Regions from separate parts of the Sus scrofa genome. Here region 1 is linked to region 2. The links are chromatin contacts, called in public HiChIP or PLAC-seq maps. All regions are on one chromosome and are shown on one strand. Each heading gives the region's core, a stretch centred on a gene start, on an enhancer-like site or on the middle of the called end of the contact. The rest is flanking DNA. Distances are from core to core; before and after follow the strand shown. Region 1 overlaps RBFOX1 (RNA binding protein fox-1 homolog 1). Region 2 overlaps RBFOX1 (RNA binding protein fox-1 homolog 1).

What was found. HiChIP or PLAC-seq counts read pairs in DNA pulled down with a chosen protein or histone mark.
Region 1: a contact with region 2 is called in an H3K27ac HiChIP or PLAC-seq map of skeletal muscle. The contact joins two enhancer-like sites. A contact is called at or near these places in 1 of 47 Hi-C or Micro-C datasets (fetal skeletal muscle) and 1 of 2 datasets of contacts at active chromatin or transcription factors (skeletal muscle).

Annotation. Positions count from the first base shown.
Region 1 is chr3:35,555,910-35,563,126 of Sscrofa11.1, forward strand. The region is part of intron 7 of RBFOX1 (RNA binding protein fox-1 homolog 1); the gene reads right to left. Among named protein-coding and RNA genes, the nearest start is that of TMEM114, 1.5 Mb to the left of the region's middle. Within about 2 kb of position 3,267, at least 2 of the 83 cell types and tissues checked have an H3K27ac peak or open chromatin away from gene starts, as enhancers often do. A contact at or near this core is called in fetal skeletal muscle and skeletal muscle, where this site is marked.
Region 2 is chr3:35,305,893-35,312,900 of Sscrofa11.1, forward strand. The region is part of intron 7 of RBFOX1 (RNA binding protein fox-1 homolog 1); the gene reads right to left. Among named protein-coding and RNA genes, the nearest start is that of TMEM114, 1.2 Mb to the left of the region's middle. Within about 2 kb of position 3,034, at least 3 of the 83 cell types and tissues checked have an H3K27ac peak or open chromatin away from gene starts, as enhancers often do. A contact at or near this core is called in fetal skeletal muscle and skeletal muscle, where this site is marked.

The DNA of each region.
Region 1 (7,217 bases), core at 2,017-4,516, 250 kb after region 2:
CTACTTGACAAATTTCAGAAACAAGGACGGGAATAAACTGAATATGGAATCTGTTTAACCGGATTTCCAAGTCTCTTCATTTCCATTTTTACATCCATGAGAGAACAGCAAACACTATTTTCATACATGGATATAGCCGAGACTCATTTTCCTAAAGCAAGACGAGCTCCTTAAAAGAGATATCAGCTTCATTTAGAGTATCTTTATTTACAGACTAGAAAGCAACGGCAGAACCTCTGCATTTAAAAAAAAGAAGAAGAAGAAGAAGAAAGAATGAGAAAAACCCTCCAACCCCACAGTGTTAATGCCAGCTCACTAATTCATATCTCCTTAAACAGCATGGATCCAGCTGTTCCAATTTCAAGTCTGCCATTTTTTTGAATGCAAACCAAAAAACAAACAAACAAAAAAAAAACCAAAACTGGAATTGAACTTGTAAAAGAATACTCGCACACAAGGCAAAGAGATAGTAACCGTTTTTGTTTTTTTTTTCAGTTTGATAAATGCAGTTAATAAAAACATACAGCACTAAAAAAGCATTGGTCAGAACGAAGAAAATAGAAATTGAGGGATGCAGCTTTTGCAGGTCAAGGAGTAATTACCAGGAATCAGGTTAGCAAGCTTTCAGGGCCTGGGAGAGGGCCTGGAACATGTAGTGTCTTCCCCTCTGCTGGGAGTTGCAAAGATGCACAGGTCTAAGAGCCAGCAAACTTCATAAATAAAATCAAGGGGCACCTCTTAGCAACTCAGAGAAAAATTGTATCTGGCAAACTGTTACTCCCCACTGCTTAAAAATATTGAAATTTGTTTACAATTAGCCAGGATCCACTCACAAAATAAAAAACCAACATAAGACTCCTTTCTCTCAAACACCAGCAGTTACTTCCATTCTGCCATGATCCTACGTGACAAATATTCTTCGTGCTTAAAAATCAGCATTTGTAAACATTCAAAATTTTAATTGTTTCCACCTCTACTGTTAAAAAGAAATGACATGAGAATTCAGCATTTTTTGGTAAAACTGTCTCTACAAAGTTTATGCGAAGTTTATGCTTCTCGTGATTCTGTATTTCCAAACACCTCTTTCATGACAAGCAAGTTTAAAGATGAAAACTTGCCCTGAAATGAAACAAAATCATGAGCAAGATAGCCTGTCCCCCACTGGTGGAATTCATGATATTGAATCAGGTAGAAATAAACCAGGTGGAAATGGAGCTAAAGTCACAGTAAAAGAAAATGTACACAGGAACAGAGGAGGGGGAGAGGAAAAAAAAAAAAAAAAGGTCGACGTGGCACTGCTCACTGAGGGCTAAAGCGGAGACACCAGCAGAGGTCAAAGAACAGAGGTTTTGAACACAGAGGCTTTTTTCCCCCAGAGCGATAAGTTCACGGATCTGAGTTGAACTAGAAGAACGATCCGAGGGAGGAAAATAAGGAGAGGTTTTTCCCAAGTACGCTGAACAACAAAAAACAACAACGATGATGATACTGACGAAAAAGAGAAGCACGTTTTATGTAGCAAATGCCTCCCTCCCTTCAAACCGCAGGGAGCATCCCGTCTTTCACATGAAATCACAGAGCCAGGTCTTTGGCTGATAAAGGCACACGACTCCTTCAGTGGCAAAACCCAACTAGGATGTGGATGTGTCCCCCACAAACCAAACATGATTGAGACATTTTTCTAAGCCTTTCATGCTAGATTTCTGTTTTTTAAAATTGCCTTGACAGTGCAACAGTGGAAATCGAAACGACAGGTTACCACTTCAGCGCTTTTATTTGAATGCTATCTCCTGAAAACAAACAAGGAAACAAACAATAACTAAATAATATTTATCAGTAAGCCAGAACAGGTTACAAGGGAAATCTGTTACCAGACCAATCCTGTAAAATGCACACACACAACACACACCTGGTGAAGGAGAATAAGAAACTCAGCTCGCATCTCCGACACTCGGCCCCCAAATGACAAATAAGTAGTCACTTGTGAGAGAAAACAAAACAAACAAACAAGAACCACCACCACTCAGAACAATTCATTCTTCTTAAGCTACAAGTGAGGCAGAATTTGACTCATGCCTGGATCAGCTTTTCCAGACCTTTTCTTTATTTAAATAAAAAAAAAATTTCTTGCTGAATGACCATCACAGTGTTTCAAGAAAAGAGAAAACCATGCATCTCCCCCATCTCTCTCTCTCTCTCTTTTTTTTTTTTTTTTGTTTCCTTTTTACAACTGCAAATAAAACTGCAGCTTAATGCTAATGAAGCAGGTCCTGCCTAAACTCCCACTGGAAACGCAGGCACATGTAGTGTAGCAGTGCAAGATTATTCTGCCACAAGCATAATCACCTTACACAAAATGCGATTACTCTGGGCTGCAATCTTTATCCCCGAAGTCAATTTATTAATCAGAGAGAATGAGAGAGAGAGAGAAAGAGAGAGGAGGGGGAGAGAGAGAGAGAGAGAGAGAGAGAGGCTACCTACCCACAAATACATCATCATCTTGAAAGAGAAATCAAGGCTCTCTGTCAGCAAACAGAAGTCTCCTTACTTCACCCAGAGTGTCTGGAAGAAAAACTGAAACCAGTGGGTAGAAAATCTTGCCTTTTCCTGTCAAGTCCTTAAGGTTTGGTGTGCTTGTTTATGAGTTTATGAGGATAGCATTCCTTCAGTGGCATTGAGTGTGATGTGACTTGCTTCAGGCTGCCTCCCTCTCTCTCTCTCTCTCTCTCTTCCTAACTCTTGCTTTTCCTCTCTTTCCTGTCAAGGCTGCTTTGGTCACAAATTCCTGGTGTGGCTCCTTAATGAGCAAAAATCCAGACACACTTTAGGCAGCCAGCAAGAGTGACGACCACAAACCCTGATGATGCTTGTAGGAGTAATAACAACAGCGATGGTGTAATCCTAACCAGGCGGGTGCTACACCATTTCCTGATGGCTGGTGGGAGGGTCACGGAAGTCCCCACTGGTGGAATTTACAGGAAGGCAGCCGATCCTCTGGAGACAGGCACATCTGCACAGAGCCGCTGACTCTGGGAGGCCAGCATCTGAGATTTTTTTTTTTTTTTTTTTTTTTTTAAGCTCAAAGTAAAGCTCCAGCCGCAGAGAAAAGAACATGTGCAGTAACCCGGCTTCCCCTTTATCTCTTTAAATGTACTTCAGATAAAAGCAGCATCCAGTCCGGTCAAGGCCTCCCCAGACTCATTGCTGTTAGCGCACACAGCTCAGCACACTTGTCTACAGCCATCTACCGACCCCGTCGTGTCATTGCGGGCTTGGAGGCTGCCTGCTGCCCACGCTGCAGCTGCCGCCTGCCCATCGCGGCGCAGGGCTCTCAGCCAGGGTGTGTGCGGGAATGGGCAGGAAGGGGGGACGGAGGATGGGCCGTTGAGGCTGCTGTGCCAATTCAGCAAATCAAAAGCAAAACCAAGCCCCACCGACTCAACCCAGCAAATGGAAAGCCTCAGAAAGACTTACTGGCACAAATGTTTAGCCTTTCTAACCTATGGACTGAGATGATACACACGTCTCCTTAGGACACCAGATGTGTGTGTGTGTGTGTGTGTGTGTCTGTGTGTGTATCTGTGTGTGTGTGTCTGTGTGTGTGTGCATGCATGCTTTCTTCTCCCTCATCCTTTGCAATTGCCGACTGGGGGAAGGTTGCAGTATGTGTACAACCGGATCATTTCAACCGACTCTCCTTACACAAGCCACAGGCTTGGATGCACAGCTTAAGATTTCCTGAAATCATCCAAGAAATTTTTTTTCTCCCCTGAATCAATTCTCCTTTATTAGTTGTTCTTTTTAATCCATTTTAAATTGTATACTTTATCTTGAAAATTATCTCCATTACTGAAATACATTGCGAACGAGAGGATGGGGAATGCAATTTGCCCGGCATATTAATTGATGCAGTGCTCAATTATTGATATATGGATAAAGGAGGAATTAATATTAAAATACATCTTGTACATTAGGAGAGAGGGAGGGGAAAAAAATGATCTCTCGCTCAGGCCTGAGTTTTGACCATTAGTTATGTATCTACACATCACACAGAGAAACTGGCTGAGACCCTGGCTGATTTACATTTCTCTCTAAAATTACATAAGGCAAAATGTCACCTAAATAATTAAAATGCATTCGCTACATGGTGGAGTCTTCTGCAGCACTGGGCAGGTGGCAGGGCACCTGTTACAAGAGCCCATCGACAGTGCCATCAAGATGCATAATAGCTGAGTGGTTTGGGGAGAGCCAATGCCAAGACATACCATTAGACAAACAGTGATGGAGAGATCCTCAAAGCTGGCTTCATCCGGGAGGCAGGAAAACAACCGCTGCCAACAGCTGGCGAAGGCTCCATCGCGCATCCACCTTGACCTATGGCATTTTAGAGGCCACTGAGGCACAGCCAAAAGGATGGAGAGGAGGGTGGCCAACTGTCCCCGGTTTGAGAGGAGCTGGGGATTTTCTGAGATGTGGGACTTTCAGAGCTAAAACTGGGACAGCTCCAAGCAAACGAGAAGGGCTGGTCCTCCTCCTTTGGAGACATCCTGGACACACTTTGTCACGCAGTCAAGAAAAACAGGAAGTCCATCATCTTCATTGCTTTTGGCAATGGATAGCTCCACACACAATCTCCACTAATTCTAGATTTGCACAGAGGACAAGATAGGCCCTTCCTGATAGAAAACCTTGGGGAACCATCACTGAGCACTTGTTCTTTAACTATTTATGTGTGTTCATATTCACTGATTCTACAGATACTCTACTGAGCATCTACTGTGTATCAATCTCTGGGTCGGCACTTGGGATGCAGTGGAGGCCAATGGGTGATACAGCTGTTTCAAATCAATAGGCAGGAAAAACCCTGAAGATGCTCTTTGGGCTAATCCTGCCTTTTTTTTTTAATGTAACTTATTTGCCAATATTGAGAGACCAGGACATTTCCAATGAAAATCTAGAAGTACCATTTCTTTAGAACTACTAGATGCTCCAGCAATGTAAGATCAGTATTTCCACCGTGGTGACAATGGGCTAATGCTGAGTAGCAGCTGCCCTCATCAGATGCAAATGCTTTCCATTTTTCCACAGTCTCCACTGCTCCCAATCGTCCCTGAGACCAGACGTTACTTGGCAAATGGATTCCTTGGCTTATGGGCCTGGCTCTTGGGGATACTTATGTTTGTAGATGCCTCTTGATCTTATCTGGGATGTAAGAACAGACACACACACACTGAACACTGCACTTCAGATACAGAGTTCATACAGAACATTCACAATTAAATTTAATGTGTATTTTATCTTTAGTATCTCCTACTCTGAATTAAGATATTGCTACATTAGTAGAAAAGATAGATAGATAGATAGATAGATAGATAGATAGAAAAATATGATAGACGAGATTGAATAGATAGATAGAAAAATATGATAGACGAGATTGATAGATGACCTATAGATGATAAATTAGATTTATGATTGATAGATGATAGAAAGATAGAAAAAGATGACAGACTTGATTGATAGATGACAGATGATAGATTAGATTGATGATAGATAGATAAGAGAGAGAGATTATCTCATACTTTATCTACATTTTATATTCACCAAATGCACTTTTCCATAATGAGAGTTACAAGGCAAGTGTCCTATAAAGGGAGAAGTCTCATTTCAACTTAGGGCAAGTGAGCTGTGGAGACCAACTGGGCTCTGGTCTTTGAATCTCAACTTAGAGAAATCTCTCACCTCCTCCAAAATCCCCTCTCCTTCTCACGCGGTCACTGAAGTCAGTTCATCCCTGCATGGGGCTGTTTCATACAAATGGTTTGACTGCAATCAACTAAAGGAAAGAGTAAGTCTCTTTATGCCAGAGGTCACTAGATCAGTGCAAATCCACACTCTCTTCCTCCTCTTCAAGATGTGCATAGCAAGATAAAGTTTGACAATATTAATGTGTTTTTCTCTCCATATTTGCCTCCTTTCTTCCTCCACCTTCACGTCCAACTCACTCCCCCCACATCCTTTTCTTGGCACACAGAAATACAAAGATATCATCTGAAATTACTTTTTTTCTTTCCTTTAGCTAAAGCCTAAGTCAAGGAAATATATAGAGGGTTGGTTCATTTGACCAGTAGAGTGGTGTCTTTTTTTCAATTAAATCTGAGCATCTTCAAACTTGAATTATGTTCTCCTGTTCACCATGGTCCCCACACATCTTGTCTGTATCACATCATGTTGGCCTCACTCACCCACTTGCCTAAGTTTTGTTGGTATTGGAGTCTATGACTTTTTTTATCAGAAATTCATGAGAGAGATTAGAGCAGGTAGCTTAAAAGGTGACTGGGAGAGTGGTGGGAGTGCCTTTGAGAGGTAATGGGAGAGAAGGCGCTCTGAAGATGACAAATGGGCCAGACATCTCTGAGTCCCAAGAAGAAGAGAGTTGCACAGTGACCCTAGGAAAGCTAGTTCTAAGGGCCAGGGTTTGCAGCTTCCAAGCAGAGCCATTGTTCTTAAGGATGACAGAGAAGTAACTGAGCCACCAAGTCAAGAGGAATCAGGGGGGCACCACACAGCAGATGTTGCCTTGGTAACCACTATCAACAGATGGTCCATGACCCATCCCCACTGCCTTCTCGGTGTTGTGCAAGTCACACCTCCTAGACCTCTGCACATGCCTAGGAACACGGTGAGCTGTAGGATGGCTGAAAATGTATTATTTTGCCTGACAAGTAAGATAGGAGACTGGATTCAGAATTACGCTGATTCAAAACAAAGGACAGAACATCTTATTATGCACCTCTGAGTTAACGAACTGACTGATCATACAAACTCTAAGAAAGCCAACAAGGAAACACATCGGATCCAGGGACAGTCTAGACTCAGTAGCCTATAAGAGATCAAGGGATTTGTACCTAGTGTGTGTTTTGTGTGTTCAGCTTCTGTTAGCATAAAAGACTCCCTGGATAGTGTTTTCTCTCCCGCTTCTCAGCCTGCACCCTCTCATCTTCCCACCTGCTTTGAACACGTGCCTCCTCTGCCAGGAATGAGAGTCACCCAAGACAGTAAACCATTCTATCACTGTGACACAAGCGGGAGACAGCTGTTCCCCATAAATCAAGTTTGGGCTGTGTGATGATTTCTCTACTCTGGAGTCCAGAGGTTAAACAGACAGAACAGAACATTCAGTGGGCTGCCCCCTCAGGGGGGTATCAGCAAATTATTTC
Region 2 (7,008 bases), core at 1,784-4,283:
GCTCCTTCTGTGAATTAATTTATATCAGGTACAAAAACTAAATCAAAAGTTCCCATGGTGGCTCAGTGAGTTACAAACCTGACTAGCATCCATGAGGATGTGGGTTTGATCCCTGCCCTTGCTCAGTGGATTAAGGATCCTATTCGACCCATAGCCTGGGAACTTCCATATGCTGCAGGTGTGGCCCTAAAAAGCAAAAAATAAACAAACAAAAACCGAAATCAGTTGGAAAAAAAGTATGAAATACATAGAAGTACTGATGCTGCAAAGCTTTTGAATGTCTGAAGTTTAGAAACTATGATTGAAGATGAGGCTTTGGGTTCCCCTTATGAGGGGTCTATAAACAGAACTGAAACCTGAAATCATGGACCAAAGCAGCCTGTGCATACATTTGCACACATACACTCAGATGTGTATGTGTCTATGTTGGACAAATGCTGCTTTGATCTTCTCCAATTTACGTGTACAAATGAGGATCAGAGATGCCGGGAGACTTACTTAGGGAGGGAGGCATAGACATGCAGGGGAATATCTGGAGCAAGGGTGCAGGCTTCAGAACTCCTACACCAGAGTCTTTCTAGAACTGCATGGAAAAGGCAGAAGTGTCACTCAGCCATTTCTTGTCAGTGGGGCCACCATCGGTCTCTTCCTGGAGAAAGGCTACAATGTCTAGCTCTCTTGGTCATTCTGTTCCCCTCTTAGTCCCCTTTGGGATTTGGACACCAAGAGCCCTGGATGAACAGGGCTGACCCCCCAGCAGAGATGGGGAGCCTGAAGCAAGAACTTGGTGGTAGGTGGATCCCTATCAGTTCTCCAGTTCCCTAGCTGATGTCCTCTCATGAAAGAGAAGGGCTAGCTCTCCCTAGGATGGCAGGAAACTACCTCCAGAATGGATGATGCAACTCTTGGGAACAGGATACACAGCCTCAGTCTCCTCCTATGTGGTCACCTGGACCAGAGAGGGGGGACAGACCCCATCCTTTCTGCCCTCTTTGGGGACGTGTGCAAAGGTTTAGGTTACACTCTATTGCAGTGTCCAGTTGACCTCCTCTAAAAGGCTGGGAGATGTTCTCCACCCAGAAGCTACAAAGCCACAGAGCCATGGCTGTTTTCTGCAGCAGAGATTCTTAAGTATGTTTCTGCCCTAGGGCGCTTTGACAACTGACTGAAAGTTAAAAACCCCTCCATGGCAAAACCATGTGCTCACAGTTTGACATATACTTTGAGGGGACATTTCCAGCCACCCCAATTAAAAAGCTATGCCCACACATCCTTCTGTAGGAACCCGTCCTTCCTTCTCAGCTCCAGAGAGAGGCAACTGGATCACCGGTGAGGGTTACAATGGGCTTCTCATGGGGTTGGAAACTCCTCCTCAGCAGCGGATCAGAAAAGACAGCTGCTGACAGCTGAAAATTCCCCCGCCTGGGTCTTGAGATCAAGTGACGGAATGTGCGTTTCCATGGCACTCCCAGGAACAGGTGGCTCCCAAACTCTGGAAAAGCACATTTCCCAGCTCCTGTATATTCGGCTGCACCCGTGGCCATGGGCATTTGAGACATGGAAGACTGCAGCAGCAGGTGTCTCCAAGACAAACCGGGGAAGCTCAGAAAAGTGGAGGCTTGAGCCAACAGAGAAAGGATCTCGAGACACTGTGTGGGGAGGGGCGTGGACTCAGGGACAAAGTATCTTGGATGCTGCCCCTGCCGCCATCAGTATTTTTTTTTTTTCATAGCATTTACTCCAACTGTAGTTAATCAGCTCCTATGTTGCTGTTGCTGCTCTGTTCTCTGTTTTATCTCTTTCTCCCATGAGACCATGAACTTGGCTAAGGAAGGAACCACACCTGACTCACTGGAAACCATTCTGCTAAGATCTAGTGGGGTGTCTTGCACACAGCAGGTGCTCAGTAAATGTCTGAGGACTTATTGAAAAAAGGCATTAGCCAGTCACACATCATAATCTTTTCTGCTGCTCTTTGACACACGAATCCTTTCATTCTATTTTACCCTGGAGTAAACTGAAACTCAGAGATGCAAAATAATCTCTGTGTGATAAAATCTAATAGAGGACAAGGCTGACTCTGGAACATATATCCATCTGAATCCAAACTCCTGAGTTATTCTCGTTATCACAAATCACAAAAAGGACACATCTAGTCCAAAGGGCTCATCTCAATTTCTGCTGAAATAAAATAGAGGGGAAATCTGGCAGCCTGAAAACGGAACTGTCCTATGATGGAAAATCCAGCCCAATGGATCTCCAGATGTTGCTCACAGCTCTGGTTTGGCAAGACTTTAACGTGCCCAAGACTGATTCCCTGTGGTTAAGCAGGTTTGCTTGTACTCTTGGATGAATTTTGGGGTCGTTAACAATTAAACACACATGCTGCTTTCCTCTAAAGCAGCACGAGCTACCAGACCCTCAGACCCAGACCCAGTGACCTTCATAATCACTGTGACTTTCTGTTTCACCACATCCCCTGAAAACCATCCTTCCTTTCAGGGCAGAATTCTCTAATCAAGCAAATGGAAGAAATGATGGCATGAGGAGTGAATATTCATTAGTCGACTGTGGCTACCTTGGTGTTGGCATCTCCACTTGAATGCACCCTGGCTGTCCTCTCTGTTCCCTCTTTCCCATCTTGCCCCCACTTAAGAACCTGTGTCCATCTCCCATCCAGCTTCCAGAGGAATCCTAGAATAATGTAAAATCAGATTACAGTGTTCTTCTCCTTGGAACTCTCCAGAGGGGTTTCCATCTCCCTTAGACCAAAATCTAAAACCCCCACAATGTCCTTCAATGCTGCAGACCACACACTGGGCTTTAAGTCCTGCTTCTTACCCTCTATCCATTAGGTCATTGTCCTTCTGACCATCCTGGTTCACCCCAGGCGTGCCCATCTCATGTCATCTTAGGGCTTCTGCTGTTGCCTCTGCCTGCACTTTCTTCCCTAGCCCAGGACATTACACAGCTGGCCCCTGCTTGTCAATCAGATCTGAGCTCAAATTCCACCCCTTCCCTTCTTCAACCATCCAAAATAACCCTCTTTGTCGCTATCATGTAAGCTGTCTTATTTTATTCATAGGCCCTACAGCCACCTGATGTTCTGTTGGTTGCCTGCTTTTCCCTGTTAAATCTAAATGGTATTACTCACCACTGCCATCCTGTTATCTAGCACACATTGCATGTTCAGTAAAGATTCACTAAATGAATAAACACACACAGAAACCAAGCAAGAGCCATCTGAATATGCAAACCAACCCCGCTCTGACTGCTGAAATGCACATGGCATGTCATGACCCTCACCTTGATTTTTGAGGGTCAGATCTAAAGATGGATGGGGAAGAACATTAAGGAGTAAGCTACAGATGGGGGAAAGGTCTTTCGCATTTTCTGTGCACTTTCCAACAAGAGCTGTTTGGTTCACCTTATCTCAAGGCCATTGGCAAGCCCAGTCCATGAATCTTTCTCCAAACTATGAAGGGGAAATGTTATGTTTTTTAGGATGTAAGGGAATTAAGAGACAGATGCCATTGTTTAAGAGAGAAAGCAGTCATTTAAATGGAAAACTGATCATGCATTGGGGTTGTAAGAGAAATATTCGGCCAGGAGTTGAGGGCTGACAAGGCAAGGATGATCTATCTCCCAGGCTCAGCTCCTGAAAGAAGTCTGCCCAGAAGAGAGGTTGATGTCTTGAGCAGCTTCGTTTTTACTTATTTTTAATTTTTTTAAAAGTCTTAATGAAGTATAGTTAATGTGCAGGGTTGTAATCTTTTCTGCTGTACAATACAGTGATTCAGATACACACACGCACACACATCTATTCTCTTTCAGATTCTTTTCCCACATAGAGTATCACAGAATCCTGAGTAGAGTTCCCTGTGCTCTACAGCAGGTCCCTGCGGGTCAATCATTCCATATACCTCAGGGTGCATATGCCAATCCCAAACCCCCAGTCCATCCCTTCACTTCCCACCCCCCAACGAGCAGTTTGGTTTTTAACCCACATTGTAGCCCTAAAACAAACATGAACCATGGCCAAGTCCTGTGAGAGAGTTTTGTGTTGCCTTAGTTCTAAGAACATTTGTGCCTTCCTGACAGTGATGGAATTGCTGCTTCCCTCAAAGGGAAGCTTAATTTCATGGCTCCATTTCATGGAACATGGAAGGAAAAGTGGGAAGAGAAATGCCCACTTGACCTCAGCCAACCCATCTCTGCCGTGGGATTATTCCAGTGATTCCTCCCCTTTCAACCCAATCTTCCTCTTCCCATCTGACTTAAACACTACAATTTTCCAGTGATCCATTTACTAGGATGCCCAGCTGACCTTGTCATGGCTGAAAGAAAGGGAAAGAACACAGGATGTGCATTTTGTTTTAAGATATCATCCTAGTCTTCAAGAACCTAACAAAAAAGGATATTCTTAAGTTTAGAAAAATCACTGATTCTATTTTAATAGACTTTTATTTTAAAAAAGCACTGGCTGGAAGTGATATAAATCCTTATGTGTAGGATGAGGGTATGAGAAGCTATTTTGGAAGATAATATGTGTAGAGAAAAAAAAGACCAGAGCTATAGACAGTGGTTTGAGGTGGTTATTTTGGGGTGGTGGATTTTAATTTATGCATATGTGTGGAGAATGTGGTGTGTGTACATGTGTGTGTGTGTGTGTGTGTGTGAATTTGTTTATGCTTTTCTGATTGCCACAACTTAGTGTGTATCCTGAATTAATTTTACAGTTAGAAAAATAGGTGACAATTATTTTTTAATGAATCTTCTTTTGGAAAGGAGCCCAAGAGGATGCCATAGGCTTCGATCAAAGACCAAACAAATTGGCTGTTTGCTGAGATGGGCACCAAGGTGAGACATGCTTCCTGTGGGCAGATAGCTCTGCATGAAAAGGGCCAGCAGGGCAGGATCTCAGCCACAGGGGAGGTCTGCTAATGGCTATCACAAACCCTGTAAAACTTAGCTCCTGGAAGGATTCCTGGCTTGAAAATCTCAGCCGACCTCAGGACTGCTCAACAATATTACGAATGGGCTCCAAGTACCTGGCGTCTAAGACATAGTTTACTGATGCAAAGACTGAGAGGTACCCTGAGCTGAATCCCTCAGACTCTTTCCTGGGAATTTGAAACTTGAATAGAGACCCACAGAAGCTGCTGGACTCTGGAGCTCAGTCACTGCATGTCAGGTCAATTTGGCTTGGTTGACACTTTTAAGACAGATAATTCTGGACAATTCTGAATCATTCTTGTTGTCCTATGCATGGCAGGGGGCCAGAAGCAATCCCCCCACTCCAGTGAAAACACCTAAAAATGCTTCCAGACATGGCCATATGCCTCTATAGGGGGCTGAGAACCACTGGCCTGGAGAGAATGGTCATAAAACTCGTGCCAGGGTCCCCAGTCCTGCCCAACCTCCTCAAGTCCCATGGCTTGATTTTCTTGCTTCCTTCTTTCAAATCCAAAGCTTCTGTGTGTCCAACTGTTTATGCATTACAACCTCGGAAAATAATACAAACACCTTCCCTATGATATTTTTGCTAAACTAGCCAGGATTAGGTTCCATTCCTCCAACCAAAGGGATTGTAGCAAAACCACCCATGTTCAAGAATCATCCTCCTGTTTCCTGACCTTCAAAGTGGTGGATCAGCTGTCATCTTTCAACCCAAAGAAATCCAACCAGTTCTGAATTCAACTTATCTGTGACATCAGAGCAGATCTGAGCACAAAAGCAGACATGAAGCAGGTGGTCCTGGGTCCTGGGCCCTCTGAGACCCTGGGAATATAGCACGATGTGTCAGCGACAAGACCCCTACCAAGTAACCCAAGGTGAGAGAAGACCATTCACCTAACAGGATGGGGGTGGGGACTGATGGTGACAAAAAGTTTAAAACTAGTGAGGGCCAATCCATGAGCAAGGTGGGAAGCTGGGAAGCATAGATGTCATCGGACACACGCCACATCCATCCTGGGAGGGAACTCTATACACTCCTCCTTAGTGAGGCTCTGACTTGCTGGAATGAAACACTAAAGAAAATACATGTGCAGGTACCACTTTATACTGGCAAGAATGGCCATCATCAAAAAGTCTACAAATAATAAATGCTGGAGAGGGTGTGGAAAAAAGGGAACCCTATTTACACTGTTGGTGGGAATGTCAATTGGTGGAAAACAGTATGGAGATCCCTCAGAAAACAAAAATAGAATTACCATTTGATCCAGCCATCCCACACCTGGGCATCTATCCATAGAAAATCATGATTTGAAAAGATACATGTACTCCAGTGTTCATTGCAGCACTAGATACAATAGCCAAGATACGGAAGCAACCTAAATGTCCATAGACAGAGGAGTGGATAAAGAAGATGTGGTGCATATACAGAATGGAATATTACTCGGCCATTAAAAGGAAAGAAATAATAGCACTTGCAGCAACATGGATGGACCTAGAAATCATCATGCTAAGTGAAGTCAGTCAGACAGTGAGACACCAACACCATATGCTCTCACTTACATGTGGAATCTAAAAAAAGGACACAATGAACTTCTTTGCAGAACAGATACTGACTCACAGACTTTGAAAACGTTATGGTTTCCAAAGGAGACAGGTTGGGTGGGGGTATAGGCTGGGGGTTTGGGATGGAAATGCTATAAAACTGAGTTGTAATGATCATTGTACAACCATAACTGTGATAATAGTCATTGAGTAATTTTTAAAAAAAGGAAAACAAAGAAAATACACATGCAGACCGCACTGCACACTCAAACCCCACAACTGTTTGGACAGATAAGAATCCCATATGCTTTGTATCACCTTCAGCAATGGAAGCCTTTTTATCCATTCCCCAGGCTGCTCCATCACCCTGCCGCAGGTAGGAGTTCTCATCCCCTGCAATGTAGATAGGGATGGGGTTCAACGGCTGATGACTGGGTGTCCTGTATGATGGGCCAACACATCCAGCATCTGCTCGGCCCCTGCACAAATCTTAGGCCCTCTGGCAGG